2 separate regions of the Mus musculus genome follow, and region 2 is linked to region 1. Evidence: chromatin contacts called from public HiChIP or PLAC-seq data. All regions are on one chromosome and are shown on one strand. Each heading gives the region's core, a stretch centred on a gene start, on an enhancer-like site or on the middle of the called end of the contact. The rest is flanking DNA. Distances are from core to core; before and after follow the strand shown.

Evidence for each region. HiChIP or PLAC-seq counts read pairs in DNA pulled down with a chosen protein or histone mark.
Region 2: a FOXA1 HiChIP or PLAC-seq map of pancreatic cancer cells shows a contact between it and region 1. The contact joins two enhancer-like sites. A contact is called at or near these places in 1 of 484 Hi-C or Micro-C datasets (epidermal suprabasal cells) and 1 of 115 datasets of contacts at active chromatin or transcription factors (pancreatic cancer cells).

What each region holds. Positions count from the first base shown.
Region 1 is chr4:55,923,923-55,930,366 of GRCm38.p6, forward strand. No RefSeq gene overlaps it. Among named protein-coding and RNA genes, the nearest start is that of Gm34482, 26 kb to the right of the region's middle. Within about 2 kb of position 3,644, at least 35 of the 459 cell types and tissues checked have an H3K27ac peak or open chromatin away from gene starts, as enhancers often do. A contact at or near this core is called in pancreatic cancer cells, where this site is marked.
Region 2 is chr4:56,616,099-56,622,542 of GRCm38.p6, forward strand. No RefSeq gene overlaps it. Among named protein-coding and RNA genes, the nearest start is that of Gm26144, 60 kb to the right of the region's middle. Within about 2 kb of position 3,908, at least 46 of the 459 cell types and tissues checked have an H3K27ac peak or open chromatin away from gene starts, as enhancers often do. A contact at or near this core is called in pancreatic cancer cells, where this site is marked.

The sequences.
Region 1 (6,444 bases), core at 2,394-4,893:
TAACCTAGTATTTCCCTACATTGGTTTGGTATACATTGAGAATCTATAATCACAAAGTTCAAAGTCCAAAATGCTCCAGAAATTGAAAGTTTTGGGGGAATAGATGCAATGTTGACTGAAAAGTTCTATCCTGGTGATAAATTGTCATCCATTCCAAAAGATAATGCATCAAATTTCTTGCATTTTTTAATGTATAAGATGTTTGTGAAATAAAATGAATTTAATATGCAGACTCATATTATTATCCCCAAGAGAGCTCATTACAAAATTTGAAATACTTTTCCTTTCAGATATTCCAGAACCATGCTCAGTACAAGTATATCATTCTTCAGAACTCAACAGTGTGTCAAGTGTTTGATGAGCTTTACAACAATGATTTTAAAATCTCTTGAACATATTCATCAAGTTTCCAGTATTCAAGTGATTCTGATATGATACAAAATGGTGTTATATCATAAGTCAATGAGGTTGTAAATATCTTCACTTGCCCTTTCCTAAGGAAAGACACATTTACTGAAGTTGAGAAACTTGTCTGAGGTCACACAATAGCCAGGAGACCCTTTTGTATCCAGATACAGCTGGCTTTGGAGTTTCTGCCTTCTGCTCTAGACATGGCTCCTACTGTAGAGCATCAAGGATATCAAAGTTTTTATCATGTGTAGTTGCTCTCATCACCTTCCCCATTTCACACCAGCTCCCTCACTGGTGATCTCTTCTCCCTCATATTCAAAGTTCCTAAGTGGGGATAAGAAATTCACACCTACCCACTTCACAGGGCTGCTGGCTGGATTAAAGAGCTAATGTTTGCAAAACACTTTGAGCTTCAAGAAAAGCCAGGCGCCAGGAACTACAAAGGGTTTTAAGATGCTAGACTTTAAATCTCCTTAACAAGTTTCCATCTTTGGAGCTAATCTGGTACAGAGCCCCCCTTTTTTCCTTCCAAAGTCCTGAATAGTGGCTTACCTCTGTCCCTTAAGAGTGAAAGTGATGCCATTTCTCCTACTTCCTCCTCTTCCAGAACTTTCACCCCTTCCAAAACCTACCTGCAGTTATTTTAATATGTCTTACAGAATCCTTCTAATGTCTCCAGGCTTAGCTAATGAAGGCCCTTTAAAGAACACTTGATCATCTCATTGCAAATATGAGGCCATACAGCCCAGGAGAAGCAGGCACATGCCCAGAGATGAGTAGAGAGGTTGCTTAGAGGTCACGAGTCTCAAGATGCACACAAGGCACAAATTTAGGAAGAAGGAACTTGACTCTCACTTCTCTCCCACAGACAACTCTATCAGCAGGCACCGTGACTGGATCCATGGTAATGAAGTGTTTCTGAGCGAGAAGAGTCAGTGACAACCCAGGGCCAAATGCCTAGAACAGGGGGAGAGCACAGAGGATGGAAAGGGTACAGAACTGGATTTGTTTCCTTGGGTTCCTTCCTCAGCTCCATCTTTTTGTAACTGTGATTTGGGACCGGATTTGTTCCATCTGTTTGCCGATCTGACTCCTTATTCTATGGCACCAACCTCACTATTTCACCGCTGTGCTTCAGGAGATGGTCTGCAGGTATCTGAGCTTTGTCAGTGTGGATGCTCCTCTCCTCTCATCATAACCTGGATTAGCATTTCCATGCACAGAGATCACAGGAAGCAGTTTGGTTACAGCTAAACAGATCTGGCAGAGGGAGAGTTTACATTCTTAGAGAATAACATGACTTGGCCTTGTTAACCATTTGATAGGAGACCATTGTTTGATCTTAACAAGGCAACATGGAGTTGGTAGGAGTAGGTACCATGTGATCAAATATTGAAGTGGGCCCATTTTCCAAAAAACTAAGAGAACGACCAGTTATAGAAGGAAATCTGGTTACCTTAGCCAGGATAGGTGAGTCTCTTATATCTTCATCCTGTAAGGAAACTTTGAAATAAGTCTTAAAAAAGCCAATTTTATTGACTTTTTAAAAGATGGAATTTCATGTATTCCAAGCAGAGCTTGAATTTGCCCTGTAGCCAAGAGTGAGTTGGAACCCATGATCTTCCTCCTTCTCCTTCCATGCTAGGATTACAAGAGTGTGCCTACCACCTTGTCTCTCTGAGCAGTATCCCTAACTCCTTGTCTGGCAACTGACATTGGCAATTGGAAATCACTGCATGAACTAAAGGAAGCAAAGTTATCTGTCATTGAGGTTGTGACACATCTGAGTGTTTTGTTTCTCTCTTCACTGAGGATAGCAGCCCTCTCTGCTGAGACACAGGGGTATCTTCCTCAAAGGGCTGTCTACATCTTGCTTTCAAGGAAATAAAGTGAGTCTAGAACTCATCTTGCATCCCCTGAGTCTCTGCTGCCTGTAACTCATTATATTAATTACACCCAGGCTGCACATTTTGGGGGTGAAATGTTTTTATCCTTTAGGAGAAAGTCAGATCATAGAAACAATAAATCTGAAATTGTCAACAGCATCCCCCAAATTTTAGAACATGCAAATATGCCCAGTGGGGATCCAGTGCTAATGCAAGCACTGACTTCAAGGCTGCTCCTTTTATCACTTGCACAGTTTTCCTGGTCTACTGATAACTGGTCATGCCGTACTTTTCATTATTCTGGCTGCTGCTGCTAGCTGCTGCAGTCACTGTTCCTCTTCTTCGTTCTTTTCCTCCTCCCTCTCCTCTACTTTATCCTCCTCCTCCTCCTCCTGCCCCTCCTGCTTCTCCTCCTCCTCCTCCTCCTCTTCCTCCTCCTCCTCCTCTTCTTGCTCCTCCTTTTGTTCTTCTTTTTGGTTTGTGTTTGACTGTGTTACCTGGGTCTCACTCTATCCCACTCACTCTGTAGCCTTGAACTCACGGTTATCTATCTCCCTGTCACAGTCTTTTAAGTGCTAGGGATGATAGGCATGAGCTGCTATACCTGCTCATCCCTGCTTATCCTGCTTCTTGACTGACCGTGCTTGCTGTACCCCCAGGATACCATACCAGCTCTCCTCCATCTTACTGGCCCTGAGTACTCTTTTATACAACTCAGTTTATATGTTCATTTTGCCTTCACCTGGGCAATAATTCTCCATCCTTAAAATAATTCCATTAACCTGTGTATGTCCTGTCCATGTCGAGTCTGATTAGGATCCTGGAAAGGACAAATATATGAGATCTTACTTCTCTATGCAGACATAGCATTAGGTAGCTGTAAGGCCATTAACATAGAGGAGAGAGTGCTGGGAAGAAACGTTATCACTGGGAAGAGAGCAACAAGCATCAAGAAAAGATGCCTTAGAGGAAAGAGGTCACTGTGAACCCCTTCAGACAAGAAGGATTGAACCAGGGACAGGGGAGGCTATAGGTGGAGTGATGCAGGCCAAACAAGCATCAAGTGCACAAATGTAAAGCTCTCAGCTTACACCCCCCAGCCAGGTTACAGGACCCACAAGGAAAATAACACTGTGTTATTTCCTAATATAACCTGGGCCAGGGATCAGTCTTAGAGACTGAAAATATATCTAGCTTACCTCTTATTTTGTTTAATTCATGATGTTGTTAAGAGTTTTATATTTTTAAACGACTAGGAAAAATTACTCAACCGATCAGGACTACTTCATGACACATAAAAATGCTATGCAATTCAGATGTCAGCATCCATGCATATAGTCATATCAGAACCCAGCCACGCCTGCTTATGTATGCATTACCCAGCACTGCTTCTGAGCTATTGTAGCTGAAGTGAGTAATAGCAGGAGACCATTTGGCTCATGAAGTCTAAATCATTTCTTATCTTGCCCTTTACAGGAAAAGCTTGTTGACTTGTGGCTTAGGCTAAAGAATCCGACTACTGAGGCTCCAGTTCTGAACTCTCTTTCTCCCACCTGTGTGATTTTGGACCATCAATTTTTTTCACATTTTTTTAATTGGATATTTTCTTTATATACATTTCAAATTTCAAATTCTATCCTCCCCCTATATCCTCCCCCCTGCCATGTTCCCCTACTCATCCACTCCCGCTTTTTGGCCCTGGCATTCTCCTGTACTCGGGCATATAAGGTTTGCTAGACTGAGGGGCCTCTCTTCCCAATGATGGCCAACTAGGCCATCCTCTGCTACATATGCAGCTAGAGACACGAGCTCTGGGGGTACTGGTTAGTTCATATTGCTGTTTGGACCAACAATTTTATCATCACTCCCTGTCACTGTTTTCCCATTTGAGGATAAACATGAGTTGTTATGGAAACTGGGTTAGTACACTCTAACCTGGGAGGTTTAGAGTAGTGTCTTGCACATAACAAGCTCTCAGTAAATGTTTCTTATTCCCTTTGTGGCGGAGGAGCTCAGCTGCAGGCTTGGCATCTTTTCTTATTCAGAGGATATTTCTTGAAAGAATGAAACCGTGAGGAAGTGCATTGAGGTGTGTCCTCGAGACCATCACTAGCTCTGTGCTGCTTTCCAAAGGGGCTGAGGAGGGAATTCCAGTCTCCAGTGCCTTTTCCACTCTCCAGCATCGCCGGAACATCTGCTAGTAATCTTGGTCTTGTGGCATTTTTTTCCCTTCTGTTTTTGTTAATTTTTAAAAGAATCTTTGGGCTGTGGATGATGGAGAGAAAAAGTCCAGGGTGAGGGGCGATGACTGTGGAGTGTGTGCAGTGGGGAACAACTAGTATGGACTTTTGACATGAGAGATAATGTTTCCAGAGAGTAAGGGGCCCCCAACATAAAAAAAAATTCTCCAAGAAAAAGAGAACTAGTAACTATTTCTTAGAGTCTCCTTGGAGCACTGTAGGCAGATGGTGTGTTTTAATATGAGAGACTTGTTCCAGCCTCCCAGGGCAACCAGCGCGTGGCCATGGGTCCAGAAAGGCAGCTTGCTCATCCGTAGGCTGAATACTTCTGTGTAACAAGACTCTCTTGCGGCTTAGAAAAGGCTTTCAGTCTCCTTGAGACATCTGTTTTGTAAAAATCAGCCCAGCACGCTCAGAGCATCACCAACAGAGTCTGTATTCATCCTTCAGGGGCCATTTTATCTGCACACTGACTGAGACCCTAAAAACTCGGAGCCAAATCCTGTCCCGCATCATTACCCACCCGGATTCTTGATGATTTTAGTTTCTATAATCAGGGCAACATTATCTTTACCTCGCAAAGAGCGGAGTGTGGATTCGCATCTCATTGTCCACAGAGTTCCAACCATTAGCACCGAATTGGTGAGTGGGTTTTTACCAGCTATGTGTCCAGTTTCAGTGGAGAGGAGGAGAAACAAAACCCACAACCGCAGTGTGGCCAAGTAATTGCTTTCAATGTACTGAACAGTCTGAGCCCTGTCTCACTACAAGCAACTCAGCCTGTGGACTGCACTGAGCTTGCTTCAAGCTTGTTCCTTGTTTACAGTTCTGCAGCTTACCCCGAGCGGGGGAGGGGGGAGGGGGGAGGACGCAATGCGTGACTCTTATGCACTTACCTCCCAGTACATCCCGTACATGGAGAACTGGAATCTCGCTTGGACGATAATTACCGTGATTATAATTCCCCCGTGGAACTTGTAGAGTGAGCTCCCTAAGCAATTCCTCAAGCTTGTCAAACCACTGCCTTGATTTGCTTATGAAAGGCAGTTCTAATCAAAAGAGGTAATTACAATATTAAGTGCCAAGCCTTGGTGTGCAAACCCTTGAGTCATAGGATATTAAGCTTAATTGAACTGCATTGAAGGAGGCATGCAGCATCATGCACAGGGCTCTGAGCTAATGTGAGCCCCAGCCTAAGCCTTTACTCCAGGAAAGTGGACAAATTACCTGATCTATTAGCCACTCTGGAATCACTGTGTCATATAAGCCAGTGCACCTGCTTCAGGAAGCGCTTTCTTCTTGGAAGTTTTAATGCTTTACAGATTGATGCTTTATATATATATTTATAAAAGTCCTGCCGCATTTTGGTTGTGACCATACTAAGACTGGGCCTGGCATTACAGCCATAATTCACTTCCTCAATCATTCAATCACTGAGTCATTCATTCATATATATAATTTGATATATATTGATATCTTCAGTGATTCAGGTGTTGTGATGGACCATGGTTGCTGAGATAAATTAAGTATGTTCTAGATCTTCTATAAACTCAGCGTTGGTGTGGAAAGCTAAGTCATCAAAAGATGATTAAGCTCAGATGTGAAAACATTGTAATAAGACAAAGTTCAGGAGGAGTAGAGGGGAGAGTCCTGCTTCTCCAAGGTACTGGCTGGAGGCACCAGACTTAGGAAAAGCCTGATCAGGAGTGAAAGACTGTACCATGTCCCAGGGAAACGTAGCACAACTGAAAAAGCATGAGAGAGGAAAAGACCACAATGTATTTCAGAATGCTTTGAAAACTTCATTGTGATTCTTAAATTACATATTCATGTGTATATTCAGGTATTTATGTACATTCATGATGTGGCTCGGTGTGTCCTCATGCAGGTTTTGAAGTCCGTCAGAG
Region 2 (6,444 bases), core at 2,658-5,157, 690 kb after region 1:
CATGGTGACATACACTTGTAATCTCAGCACTGAGAAGTCAGAAACAAGCAAATCCTAAGACTCACTGACCAGCCAGCCGACGTCACTCAGTGAGCTCCAGAGCAGTAAGAGATCTTGTCTTGGGGGACAAACTGTGGATAACACCTAAGGAATGACACCCAAAGTTATTCTCTAGTCTTCATGAACACACACACAGACACACACACACACACACACACACACACTTGCACACAATGTACACCTTCATACAAGCATACACATAGAGAAAGAACAGAAGAAAATCACCCCATCGAGTTCTCACACCTTCCCATCCTCCTTAAAAGATGTGGAGGAGACTACATGAAGATGGTCTGGATCTAGGAGCCACTGGGAACAAAAGGTGATGTGGGTGACATTTCCCTTCAAATTGTATATATGCCAAGCTCAGCTTGCCTCAACTTGGGTAGGTGGCATCCAGCCTGTGGGTCCCCTTCTAGACTAGACTGCTCTACATTAAGATTCCATGCTCTGCCTCCCTGAACAGACAGGAGCATCATTGGGCCAACAGGAGGAAGCAGGAAAAGTGATGCATGGGGCCATACAGAAATCATGAATTCACAAGGGCCAGAATGGTCACCACCTTATCAGATCCAGTCCCACATCTCAAGAGTCTGCCATATATAGGACCTCAGCAGAAGCATCCCAGACCCACAGCTTGGGAACCATGGGCCTCCACAGCGTATCTTCAACTGCTCTCCACTCACCCTTAAACACCATCAGGAATGAAAGAACACCCCTCCTCTCTAGTTCAGCTGACCTCCAAGTCGTTCTAGTGTCCACAAACTTCCTTTATTGTGTCCTCCCTATTAGCACCCAATAATTTTACTGGCCCCTGAGACACCTACATTAAGTGACAATAGAATAGTTTCAACTCAGCTGTCACTGACACTTTGAAGCATCTGAGGGTGGCACTCATGTCCCATGCCCTCTAAACAACCTCAGCCCTTCAGGGTGGAAGCTCTCCGCTTGTCCGGCCTCTCCTCCTTTAACATCACTTCTGCTCTAGCACCTCTGAACCCCTGCCAAAGCCAGAACAGCTTCCTGTTTGTCATTGAAGATGGGTGCTGGGAGGAGCCTCCCTCCGTGCTCTTTACTCTGCTCCTCGCTCTGGCAGCATGTGTGCCTGGAGCAGTTTGGGAGGATTTACTTTGGCTCACAGTTTGAAGGGCTATCAGTCCATCATGGCAGTTGAAAGCAGGGCAGTAGGAGCTCCTGATGCTGCTGGGTCCCATCTTAGGGATCAGGAAGCAGAGGTCAGAACTGGAAGCAGTCCAGGATACAACCCTCAAAGGTCTGTCTCAAGTGGTCTATGTCACCAGCTAGATATGATATCCCAAAGGTCCCACAACTTCCCAAAACAGCACCACCAAAGGTAAAGAAGTGCTGAAATGTTAGCCTGTGTTTTCACATCCAAACAATTCCCTCTTTGGCATGCCCTGGCAGCTGTGGGCATTCCAAGGACATCTCAGGTCTAGGGATAAAATGTACAAAGGGAGAGAGTGTAAGGCAGAGGCAATCATGGAGGGAAAGACATGTGCTTAGGAAGCAGGAGAAGGGTGTGAAGTGAGGGTAGAAAGGTGCCCCCTCCTTCCCATAGTTCTTCTAAATGTGCACCCAAGGCTGTCACTGGGTTTATCTGCAGAGTATGAAAATTAGATCCTGTGGGGCAGTTAGCTGGAGGATACGCAGATCTGATGTGTTTATCATGGAATGTTCTGACTCACAGGGGAGGCCCCTCCCCCACCAGTCTCTAGCACAATTGAATCGGGTCGGGAAACATTTTTCAGAATTTTCATTTCTGACGTCTTTGCTATCTCTAAATTCCCATCCTTTTGCACGTGCAATAAATATCCACTTTATAATTTATAAGCAAATGGAGATGCAATGCTAATCATAAATATTAATGGAAGAGCAGAGATGACGATGTATGCCCAGTCACGGAGCCTGAAAGAGCATTTCTCTGGGTGGCGTGGCAGTGTGGCAGCCCGTGCTTACCTCCCACTGACACTGAGTGGCTGCACACAACAGTGTTTCTCTCTTTGTAGGGCCTCTCAGCCCTTGGCAGTGTTATGAAGAAGCTGGAGCAGAGGTAACAGATCCAGGGTGAGGGAGAGAACCATTGCCTGCCTCTTACCAGCTCAGATGACGTCAAAGGATTGTGTTCTGTGTTGGAAGTTATACTCTGAAAAACCACCCTGAAATATCATTGCTTTCTTTTCCAAAGTCAGTGACAAACATATCTAGGACACTTGAAACCCTACCAGCAGAGGAGATTAGATAGAACTGGGTGTGTTCAGGCAGCCTGGATTGTGAGATATAGAGGAAATAGTGCCATTTTATAAAGAATCATCTTAAGAGGGAAAATAGGTGTATTCTATGTGGCCCAAGGGTTAGAGCCAATAGGTAGCGTTAAAGATAAGAAGACTCAGACACACCCTGCAGAATGTCCCGAAAGTGCTACCTCCAAAGAGGAACTGAGCTTTCTGGAACCAGAGGTGGGCAAGCACACAAGTCGACTTCTGGTTGAAGGTGCTGCAGAGCAACACATGGGCTGTTGACCTAAAACATGAGCCCTGTGTGGTGGTTTTAGGCGGTAGATGAATGGCTAGTTTATTTCTGTAGTTGTATGGTGATTGAGCCCATGTTCTTAATTCAAATGAGGTTGCGTTCACTTAAGTCAATCAGAATTTAAAAGAAAAGAAAGTCATCCAGAGGTTAGAGAAATGGCTCAGCATTTACACAGCATGCACCGCTCTTCCGGAAGACCTAAGTTTACTTCCCAGCACCCATGTCAGGCAGCTCACAACCACCTATAACTCCAACTGCAGAGGATCCAGCACCTTCCATTGCATTCTGCTGACACTTGCACTTACATGTATATACTCAGACAAAGACATACATACACACAAAATTAAAATAAATTAAACCCTTTGTAAAAAAAAATCACCAAATAAGTAAGAGACGTGCAGACTTAGCAAAAGTCATGACTGACAGCTGCTGGGGCAGTGTGGGCAGGAAGTCCTCCTACCAGCCCCAAGGCCCTAAAAGCAGCAGAGAGTCCCTCCAACACACTCTCCAGCCCAAGGTCACTTTCACTTTCTGTTCACCTTCCCACAAAGCACGGTCCCAAGCCCTCAGCTACTCTGCAAATCACCTTTCACATGTGCAGATCTAAGTAGCAAGAAGTTCAGTTCTTCTCTGGAAGTAGTAGCTCTTCCAGAAAGTTCTGCAGGTTGTGCCTAAATCTTCTGGCCTGTAACTCTAAAGAAGTATCAGCCAAAGTCCCAGGGTAATTGGATCTGCCTGACTCGGAAACAACCCGGTACCTTGGTATCTTTGCTTTCCTCCTCCCCATCCAAACGCACCTCTCTTAGACTCTTGACAATCTGCTTTCCTGTTAGAAGATAGAGCTGTTGAGTAGATGCTCTATCCTGGGCTATTCATACTGCCTCCATCTACAGGAATGTGCCCTTATTGAGTGTTATCTTGTACAGTGTATTTGAACCTCAAAAGGCAAATACCTACCAGAGGTAAGGATATTAAGTTTTAATGCTTAACAGGACTTTTTAGAGAAATTTCTTTTTTGTTCAGGAAGGACTTTTGGGTTCCCCCAAATAATTCACAGTTCTATTAGAATCATATGTTTCCTCTTCACAGTTTAGAAAGCACTTTCAATACCTTTTTTTTTATTCTGATTCTCACAGTAACCCAAAATGAGTCTTGTATTGATTATCTTCATTTGGGGGGGGGCTAGGAAATAAAGATCCAGAGGGGCTGTTTAACTTTCTCAAGGCCACACAGCTTTCAAAACCACACCCAAATAAATCCCTTCATGCCAAACCCATAGCTCAATCCACTGTACCACACTGCCCTCCAGTGTCTCAAAGAAAGGACTATTGCCAGCCATAAGTACAGTATGCAAAGATCCATCTCAGGTTTGAGAGATGTCTGAATTTGGATGCTAGAAGTTAGTTTTAGAGTGATTCTCACTCAGTTCCCTGCTGACCCTCAAAGAGCCAAGAGGTTCCCTCAACTGCCTAAGACATGTAGGGGACATCTGACTGTCCCCTAAATGGGACCATACAAGCAAAGAGCTTCTACAGTCTAGCATGTTCAGTATGCGCTCAACCCTCCATGGACAGTCTGTTGCTACACGTCACGTTTCCATCCGTGGTCCTGGAGAAATCTGAAACAGCTAGCTGAGCTGAGCATCCACACCTGGAACCTATATCCCCACTCCTCACATCGCATCTAAAACCCAAGTGCACACTGCTGCTTGCTTGGCCTTCAGAACTTTTGTGAAATGAATAATTTCAGCAAAACGTATCTTTGTCTAAGACAGTGGCTCTCAACCTTCCTAATGCCGCAACCCTTTAATACAGTTCCTCATGTTGTGGTGACCCCCCCCCAATCAAAAAATTTTAATTACTTCATAACTGTAATTTTGCTACTGTTGTGAATCATTAATGTAAATATCTAAAATTTGACCGCCAAGGGGGTTGTGACTCACAAGTTGAGAACTGCCGGTCTAAGGGGAAACTCAGGGCTTTAAGAGGAAAGGCAATAAAACCAAGATTACTAACTGACCACCTCTAAAGCACAAAGCATCTCAGGCTTTATATCCTCCATGTGTTATCACCATGTGCCCTCAAGTGTCCGAGCTTGTCCCCATGTGAGACTTTCTGTACCTTGCTCGGACCACACAGATCACGAAGACAAAGTGCTGAGCCACGCGACTCATTCTGTCTGGGGACAAGTCAGTGTGAGCATGTGCCCTGCCCTGCTTGGGTGTGCAAGGCTCCAGTCTGCAAGCTCTGAGGTCAGCATTCTGGGAGAGAAGCAGTGTTCTAGATGAACAAGGGTCTGAGAGGGGACGTAGTAGAGAGGAACAAACTGAAGGACGGACAATTTGGAGGACAGAAAACCAAGGTTTCCCAATGCAAGTCCAAGTTTTTCTGGTTCTGTAACTTTCCTTCTTTTATTTTTTTAATCATTTGTCCATTTTTTCCATACTCTACTTTGGTCTCTTTCCTATTAATTAATTGATTAAAATGATTAATTCCTTCCATAATATTAACAGTGTCTTCATGATGTTTGTGGGAGCATTTTACCCTCGTGTACTGTCTTTTAGCTGTGATGATTTACTATGTAAATGTACTCCATTAATAAAGTCAATCCGGTTTTTAAAATGTACTTCCCATACTGCCTGCGGTCCTTCGCCCACCTGCCTCAAACCTTCCACACCTTATCTAGACCTGTTGTTCCCCTTTCCCACCCATCCCCATGAAACAACCCAACCTCCTTTCCTACCTCTCTGATCCTCATCCAAGCCATGCCTCCTCCCTCCTCCATATCTTCCTCTTGCCTATGAATCATGGGGCCCACTCAGAGCCTCTTCTCTCTGAAAGACTCAAAATGGTTTATTTACCTAAGACTCTCCCTCCACCCCCAGTCTTCTCTATCCTCATAGGATGGCAAGGTGAAGAAAGTATGAGACCCAGCAGAGAACAAGAGAGGGAGCCTACATGTGCATGATTCATGGTTCAGCAAGGATGAGTGAAAGAGGCCAAGGTGGGTGTGGGAGCAGCGAACACACAAAGAAGAGAAGGATTAATTGAGCCAAGCCAAGCTCAACCTTGAAGATGCTACTTTGGTGTGTTCCCGAAATAGGGCTGAGCTTATGGCTGGTTCTTACTTGTTAGTAACCAGTTTACCCATCCTTCTCTTAAGTCCTCCTTAATTAATCTTCTTAAAGAGAGCAACCTGACTCTGCCAGATTTGCTGGCCAAGTGTCAAAAATCTGTTCTGCCACTAAAATTTCGAGATCTTCACACAGAGTTTGCACAGAGAATAAGCAAACAGCTGTCCTCCTCCAACATCAGAAAACACATGCTGGTGAACACTCAGACACTGAGGCACCAAGGAGCTGAGTTTACCCCCTTGTGCGTAAGCTCCTGTGTGCATTTAGCATAAAGTGTGTACCGACTTCAACTATGAGCAAGAACATGTGGTCTCTTCCCTCCTAGAAAGCTGAGGAAGTTAGATGCACATTTAAATATCTGCAACCCTTTGAAATCAGTTATAACAGGATGGAAGCCTTGAGAGCATCCTTGAGGAATTACAAAAGACACTGAAGATACCTTCCCAGAGAAATGGATACCTTGGAGTTCAGGAACTGTGGCTTGCTCATCACATGGGTTGCGTCATAGGAGGTACTCAGAGGCGCATGCTGAACAAGTACCCAGGATTCCAGAGAATGGATAGGCGTCACTAGACAGAATGCAGAAAGGAGGTTCCTGAGAGGAAGCAGGCACCAGAATGAAAAGCCCGGCAGATGACCACATCGGGACAGAGGTGTGTTTCTGTCTGGGAGTGGCTTTGTGAACGCAGACTATGAGGCTGGAG